Regions from separate parts of the Sus scrofa genome. Here region 2 is linked to region 1. The links are chromatin contacts, called in public promoter capture Hi-C maps. All regions are on one chromosome and are shown on one strand. Each heading gives the region's core, a stretch centred on a gene start, on an enhancer-like site or on the middle of the called end of the contact. The rest is flanking DNA. Distances are from core to core; before and after follow the strand shown. Region 1 holds the start of NHLRC3 (a long non-coding RNA gene). Region 2 holds the start of CKAP2 (cytoskeleton-associated protein 2).

Region 1 (3,424 bases), core at 522-3,021:
CCATAACTGGGCCAAGCCAGACTAGAAATACTGTAAGATCTCTTTTCTTCCTGAGATCCTTCCAGGTTACCTCTTGCATTGTTTGTGCGTCCTAAGCCACAAACACAAACAGCTATCTCTGAAACCTTATCTCACAGCTATAAATTCAGCTGTGCTTACTTTGCTCTGCAGCGCATTTTACTAAAAACTTTCGATGGAAGGAAGGGTTCGGATGTGCTGAGGTCAGTGGGACTTCAGAATCACTGACACCAGGCGTTTCTGTAAACCTCGCACTTTGGGCAAGAAAGTAGTTCTGGTTTCTCAGCACACTCTCTTTTGACAGAGAAGGGTGAAGGAAAACGAGAGGCAAGGACTCCAGTCATTAGTTTTTAGAGACTGCCATCTTACTCGGCTTCCCCAAAGAGGTTTAGTTATTTAATCCGAGAAAAGTAACTGAAGCTTTTAAGAGAAAAGCCCCTTGAGAGGTTAAAGATCCTAATAATTACAGCTTCCCTGTGGTATGTCTTGATGCTACAAAAGCACAATTATATAAAGATTGAGAAACAAGGGATTTCATGAATTATTAAAAAAAATTACAATTAGATTTGGCCACTCTGATTTTAAAACGGACAAGCAAGAACATGGGCAAAGATGTGACTTGCAGCAAGAAAATTTAATAGATATTACTACACATACCACTTCCTACATCCGTGATCCAGACGGATTGTTCATGTAGTGTACTGGCTGCAAATATGCCATGAGGTGTGTCAACTGTGTAATTCCAGGCTCGTAGGAAATATCCATCCTCTGTGAACACTAATACCTTTGGGATGTTATCCCCTCTCTAAAGGTACACAAAAATAACTGCTTAGGTAAGATCCGTTTTAAAGAGGCAATCTTTATGTTGGCAAAGAGAAACAAAATTTAAAAGTTAATCGAGAAATTCAGTCACGTTTAAAAAACCTGCTACGAAACCTAACAACATTATTATCTACCACATTCAAAATTAAAATGTTAACTTTAACTCAAAAAAAAAATTTCACAATTGGCAAAACATAAACGTATATATGGACTTAATACAGGAAAACTGTCTTCTTCATGTTCATAACTCCGAAAAAAATTTACTTACTTGGGCTACATAAACCAATTCGTTGAGGGAATCAACTGCAACACAAAATGTTGCTCCAGTAAAGTATTCTGAATACGTGGGCCAATCCACATCCAGCCGGTAAAGGATTTCCTCAGCTCTCCAGGAAAATTTAAAAGCAAAATGAAGACGTAGTGGGAGCTGCGTAAGAAAAGAAAATAGGAAAACGTTTTAACACTGAGACAAGCAACACGTCGGCGGTTCGGCCCCCGGTGCAGGTTTTGAGCCCAGCTAGTGCGAAAACCAGCTCCAACTCCATCCCAAGACCTCCTCCCCACAGTGCTATCCACACACCCACCAGCCGTTTCCTCACAATCCAACTCACCGAAGAGCCACAAATATGCGAATGTAAAACCAGATATGCAAGAAAGAAGCCAGCGCCGGCTACGCAGACCCAGAATCTCGCCATGACCAGACGGGAAGTCTGGTGAGGGAAAAGGATTGGCAGGCGGCTGGGGGCCACCGGACAGCCTCAAGTCCACGCACTTAGTCGCTTCCCGAGTTCCTAGCTCCAAACCCCTTTCCCTGGATGCGCGGGGTTCGAGAACGAAAAGGCAGCAGAGACCCAAGTAACAGAAAATCAGAACTGAGGTTTTGGGTTCCCAACTCGTTCCCGCCCCCGCCCTCATATCACGTGCCTCGTTTTACCCCGTGACCACCCTTCGGACCTTCCACGCTGCGGAGATCTCCGGTACGCCAGTATCGGGGCGCCCGTAGATATGCCTTAACAACTCCACATTCATTCTTTTAAATTCAGATTTAGCAATCACAAACTGGCACAATCAAATCCTAGAATCAAGGGTGTGACCCTCAAAAAATAACTTTTGGGTTCTGGGACGAACATCAGCTGCATCCAATTTCGAGACACCCAGGCATGCGCCATGGACATCTACATTCCCACACCAGGACCCCTTTAAAGTCGCTCCTGAAGGCGTGGTCTAAGCTGGCGGCGCAGAGTTGAGTTTACTCGGGTGCGACGGGCCCTATTGAAGGCCCCCAGGAGCCAGGGGGAAGCTGTGGGGGTAACCAGGAGGGGCTCCTGGCGCTCTTGGCGCTGCGGTATTCGGGAGTCCCCCTACCCGGGAGCGTTCCCCCCTTTGCCCGGCTCCTGGAGCTCTCCGGCCGCCGGCCCGCTCCCGGAAGCGGTGGCACCTGGTAACAAAGAGCCTGCCAGGCCTCCGCTGCCCGGGCTGCGGGACCGAGGAGTCCCGAGGAGCTGCTGGGAGTGAGCGCTAGTCAGGCCATGAGGCCAGGTTTGCGGCGGTGAGAGGCGGCCGGCGGCCGAGGCGCTGGTGCGGGCCGGGAAACCAGTGCCTCCTTCCTTGCCGCCCATCGGTTTCGGGGCGCAGGTGCCTCTACTCTCTGGGCCGCTCCACCTGGAAAGGCGGCTTCACGACGGCGGCACCTGGCCTTCGGCTGAAGGGACCGACGGTCTGCCTCGGGCTGCGAACCGCGGGTTTTTCTGCGGGACTCAGAGAGGACCTGGCTCTTCCGCGAGGGTTCCTGCTGCTTTGTGTAAAGAAGCTGGGGAAGCCTGACGGGTTTCGTTTTTAGTAAAAAGTTTTTATAAGTCTCCATTTTTGGAAATTTTTGCAGCGTTTGAAGTACTCTACCTCTTCGCATCCTTTCTCCTGCTCCTTGAGTCTTTTTTTCTTTCTCAGCGGTAAACATTTTTACTATTGGAGCAGACGAGGGATGAACATTTTGTAATTGAAAGTGTAACTGTTAAAACCTCGTGGAGCTAGTAGTCAAGATGGACAAAAAGTCCTTTGAAACGGTGCTGGATGAAATTAGAAAGGTAATTGCACTTAATTCCTTAATTCTGTGAGCTAAGAATTCTCTTATTCTCTTTCAGGGACTGCGTGTAAAATAATAGGATTGCAAAAAGTTGGAATTTTAACGTGGAGTGTAGAAACGTTATCTTGATGCATTTCACGATACAAACGGAAATTATGTTAAGGCTGAGATCAGTGCGGTGTTGCGGAGGTTGTTTTCAGAGTCCGGGTTCCGAATCCCGAGCTCTACAGATCATTTTTAATAGCTCCGTATTTTCGGATAAGTGATTTTAATATTTCCGAGGCGATTTCCTCATCTTTCAGTAACATAAGAGTGACTGGGAACTAGAAATAATACTTAGAAAGTTCCTTTAATGGTAGTTATTATTACGGAAAGTGTTTTTAAGTCTTGAGAATAAGCAGACTATGTTTGTTGCCTGGGAGGGCAAAATTAGCGTCCTAATAAAAAGTGTAGCATTAAGGTTAAGGTCATAGGAATGAGCTTCACTAACCTGAATTTTAA
Region 2 (3,424 bases), core at 296-2,795, 1.6 Mb before region 1:
ATCTTTTTACTTTTTAAGGCCACACCTGCAGCATATGGAAGTTCCCCAGGCTAGGGATGGAATCTGAACTGCAGCTGCTGGCCTATGCCACAGCAACTCGGGATCCTTAACACACTGAGTGGGAACAGGGATTGAACCTGCATCCTCATGGATGCTAGTCGGGTTTGTTTCCCCTGAGCCACAACGGGAACTCTGAAAATTTTAAATTACACATGTGGCTCATATTAGCTTTTTACTAGACATCTCTGATATAATTTGCCAGATGTGAAATGAAAAAAAAAATGCGACCTCACCTGGATAATATCTGATTTTCCTGTTTGAGGGCAAAAGCAGTTTTTCTTTTCAACAGATATTCCTTGAGTTTTTCTCTTCTTTGCTCTAAATAACAAAAGAGCTACAAGTCAACATCAGTTACAATAGTAACATCAAATAAAATATTGACTAAATGAAGATTTACTTCAAAAGTCTACTTGAGATCATGTCTAGAATATAACAGAAAATTTCCCAATTCAGAACTGCCTTTGAAAAAAAAAAATCCCATTTTTAAATCATTACTGTAAAAGATCCCCATAACCACTCTGTATAAGAATCACATTTTCTACTGCCTGAAAGTAAAAAATCTGGAGAACATCATTTCCAACGGATAGTTACTAAAAGCCAAGCTTTAAGAAGCTAAATGGTAGAGATGAGACACTAAACTCCAAGTTCTAATTTAGCAGAATTGGGTCAGAATTGTTTTTTCATGCATAGGACAAAGAAATACCTATTATTTCTGAAGACTTGGCCAACCCTATAGTTCTATGAAGTCGAAGGCAACAGGAGTCAAATTTGAAGCATGAGAGGAGCCCGCCTCAACTTTTCTGAAATTAACTCCCAATGTCGGATGCGGGAGCATTCCGCGCAGGCGCAGTCGGGTCTCAGTGCGGACGCGGCACCGCCCCCGAGGGCCCAGGTCCTCAATTCGGGTTCCGGCCGAAGCCCCGCTCACTCCCCCACCCCGCTAAACGGATTCGCAGGTCCGTCTCCGCCGCCAGTGGGCCGCGGCCACAAGTGAAGAGTTCAACCCTCACACTTAACACCACGGAGCCTGCACAACTCCGATTGTCCCCTTCACAAACGTCAAGAATGCGGTCGCGAGAGGCCGAGCGCCCTGTTCAAGTTTTTCCCACCACTGGATGGGGCAGAAGCTGGTCTACGTACCCAGGCCCCGACCGCCGAGTCCGAGCCACACCCCCACACCGCGGCTGACCCCGGCCCATCCGGCAAACGATCCTTCCGCAGGCTCCGCAATTCTTGCCACCACGGCCCTCACCTCTGAACCCGGACTGGGCCCTCTGACTCGGGGGTAGCTGCAAGTCCTGGGGCACGGCTAGGGTGCTCATCGCAGCTCGGGACAAGGGAACGCGTCTCGGGAAAGACCGTGGCCGAGGTTCGCTCTCTCCAGCCGTGTCTCAGCACACTGCCGCTCAGCGCGCGGGGCCAGGCCTTAGTTGGCGCGGCTGCCGCCTCCGCCCATTGGTGCCCGGCGTGAATTGAATGGGCCAATGGGCGTAGAGGGGCGCGGCCTGAGCTGCTATTGCAGGGGCGGGGCTTGCGACTGACGGGTTCAGTTAGGACCGCTCTAGACCTAGGTTTTCAAACCTAAACGGGGCGCTTAATCTTGGACTTGGCAGCGTGGGAGGAGTCGGCCTGATAAATCTCTGCGCCAGAGCAGATAGGCGTCATTTTAGACGTGAAGCGCGTTGAGGAAGGCAGGCGAGAAAAGTGTTGTTGAGGAGGATTATAAGCACTGACTGCTGTACAGAGAGTGTGTGTATTTCCCTTCCACAAATGTTACTGCATTGCTGCATCACAGCTCTGAGGTGGAAAGTTATTTCGTTTCACAGATACTGGGACAGGCTAAGAGGTTATTTGCCGACGTTTGCACAGATTGCAAAGGGAAACTGAAATTATGGTCTACTTTCCTCTGTACTACACAATTATCAGATGAGAAAAAGAGGAGAGGAAGAGAAAGGAATAAAATGGGAATACACCTTCCTTTTATAATCCCCCCCGTGAAAATAAAATAGCGTTTGTTGTAGACATTGTGTATGTTTGTGCGTTTAAGTGTGTGGCCATAATCTTTCAGTCCTTATCTAAGAATATTACCATCGTAAAACCCTAGCAAACACCCAGTGGATAAGATGAAATGAAATAATTCCGAGCTAGAGGGTCTGTGGGTGGCTGGAGGCGGGAGACATAGGGAGAGTTCTGGGCTGCGCCTTCCTGGTTTTAAACACAGGGATTGTACCATTTCTCTGCCTTGCTTGATCTCTGAGGCTAGGTTTGGCTGAACACTTTCAGCCAGGTTTTAAATGTGGAGTTGGAGAGGAGAAGATGCAATTTCTGTCTCCCCTGGCCAAGGGTGAGGGCTTCCACAGCTAGTTCTCAACTGTGGTCCCCCGCCCCGCACCTTTTTCCTTCAGGCGTCTTACCGTATCATCTTGCTAATGAGGAGGTTAATTTGGGACATTCTGTAGTTTTTCCCTTGATGAAATGTCCCATTTTTAGTGTAACTTTGCCTACAGTTAAGGCTAATTCTGGGAGAACCAGAAGCCAAATAGCATACATTACCATCCCTAGGACATCACTGCTGTTAGATACGACTCTTAATATTGTTAATTATTTGCTAGTTTCATCAGATAGGTTGGGTAACCAGGATTCCCATTAAGAACAGTTTAACAATATAGAACAGTTAGAAGTGACTCAAGGAGTTCCCTTGTGGCTCAGCAGGTTAAGGATCCGGCATTGTCACTGGGGCTCTATGGGTGGGACGCTTGTTCAATTCCTAGCCTAGGAACTTCTGTGTGTGGGGGCGAGGTGGGGGCGGGGTGGGGGGAAGTGACTCAAGAAACTTCAGACCATAGTGGAAAGCAGCATAATCTCTTTTCTATCAAAGGAAACCTTGGTTACTCTATTTTGCTTGGGTTTCAGCTGAACTGCCCTCCTGTGACCCCCTCCTCTTTACCTCTTCTCCCAGCAACAGTTTGTTTCAATTAGCCAACCGGGAAGAATGTGTGCCCTGACCTGACCAATGGGAAGGGGGCAGGAACATCACCTGCGTTAGGGATAAAAAAGGAGGGTCTTTTCTTCTTGCACGAGATTTGAGTACCCTTTTTGAGTACCCGCGCCCTTCTGCAAAAGAGCCTTGTCGAGATCTCCCTGTGTTCATGTGTCTCATTTTCCAACACTGATGATCTGAGCCATTCTCCAACAGCATTATGCTGAGAAGTCAGCCAAAAAATGGTCACACACGTGATATGAGTCCCTTTACACGAAGTATCCAAAATAGATGAAGCCATAGAGACATAACACAGTTTGGTGGCTGCCAGGGGCTGGGGTTACGGGGAAATGGGGAGACCACTTAACAGGTAGGGGGCTTTAC

The links. Promoter capture Hi-C pulls out the DNA fragments that hold promoters and counts their contacts.
Region 2: a contact with region 1 is called in a promoter capture Hi-C map of fetal skeletal muscle, with 5 times the contacts expected there. The contact joins the promoter of CKAP2 here to the promoter of NHLRC3 in region 1. A contact is called at or near these places in 1 of 5 promoter capture datasets (fetal skeletal muscle), 1 of 47 Hi-C or Micro-C datasets (subcutaneous adipose tissue) and 1 of 2 datasets of contacts at active chromatin or transcription factors (alveolar macrophages).

Annotation. Positions count from the first base shown.
Region 1 is chr11:14,182,483-14,185,906 of Sscrofa11.1, reverse strand. It overlaps NHLRC3 (a long non-coding RNA gene), which reads right to left and starts at 1,771. Exons shown (of 10, transcript XR_002336530.1): 1 at 1,452-1,771; 2 at 1,109-1,267; 3 at 676-823. PROSER1 (proline and serine-rich protein 1) reads left to right here and starts at 2,061. Exons shown (of 13, transcript XM_021065266.1): 1 at 2,061-2,924. The coding sequence starts at 2,880.
Region 2 is chr11:15,749,838-15,753,261 of Sscrofa11.1, reverse strand. CKAP2 (cytoskeleton-associated protein 2) reads right to left here and starts at 1,545. Exons shown (of 9, transcript XM_003130956.6): 1 at 1,313-1,545; 2 at 294-378. The coding sequence starts at 1,382. LOC110255751 (a long non-coding RNA gene) reads left to right here. Exons shown (of 3, transcript XR_002336535.1): 3 at 751-1,304.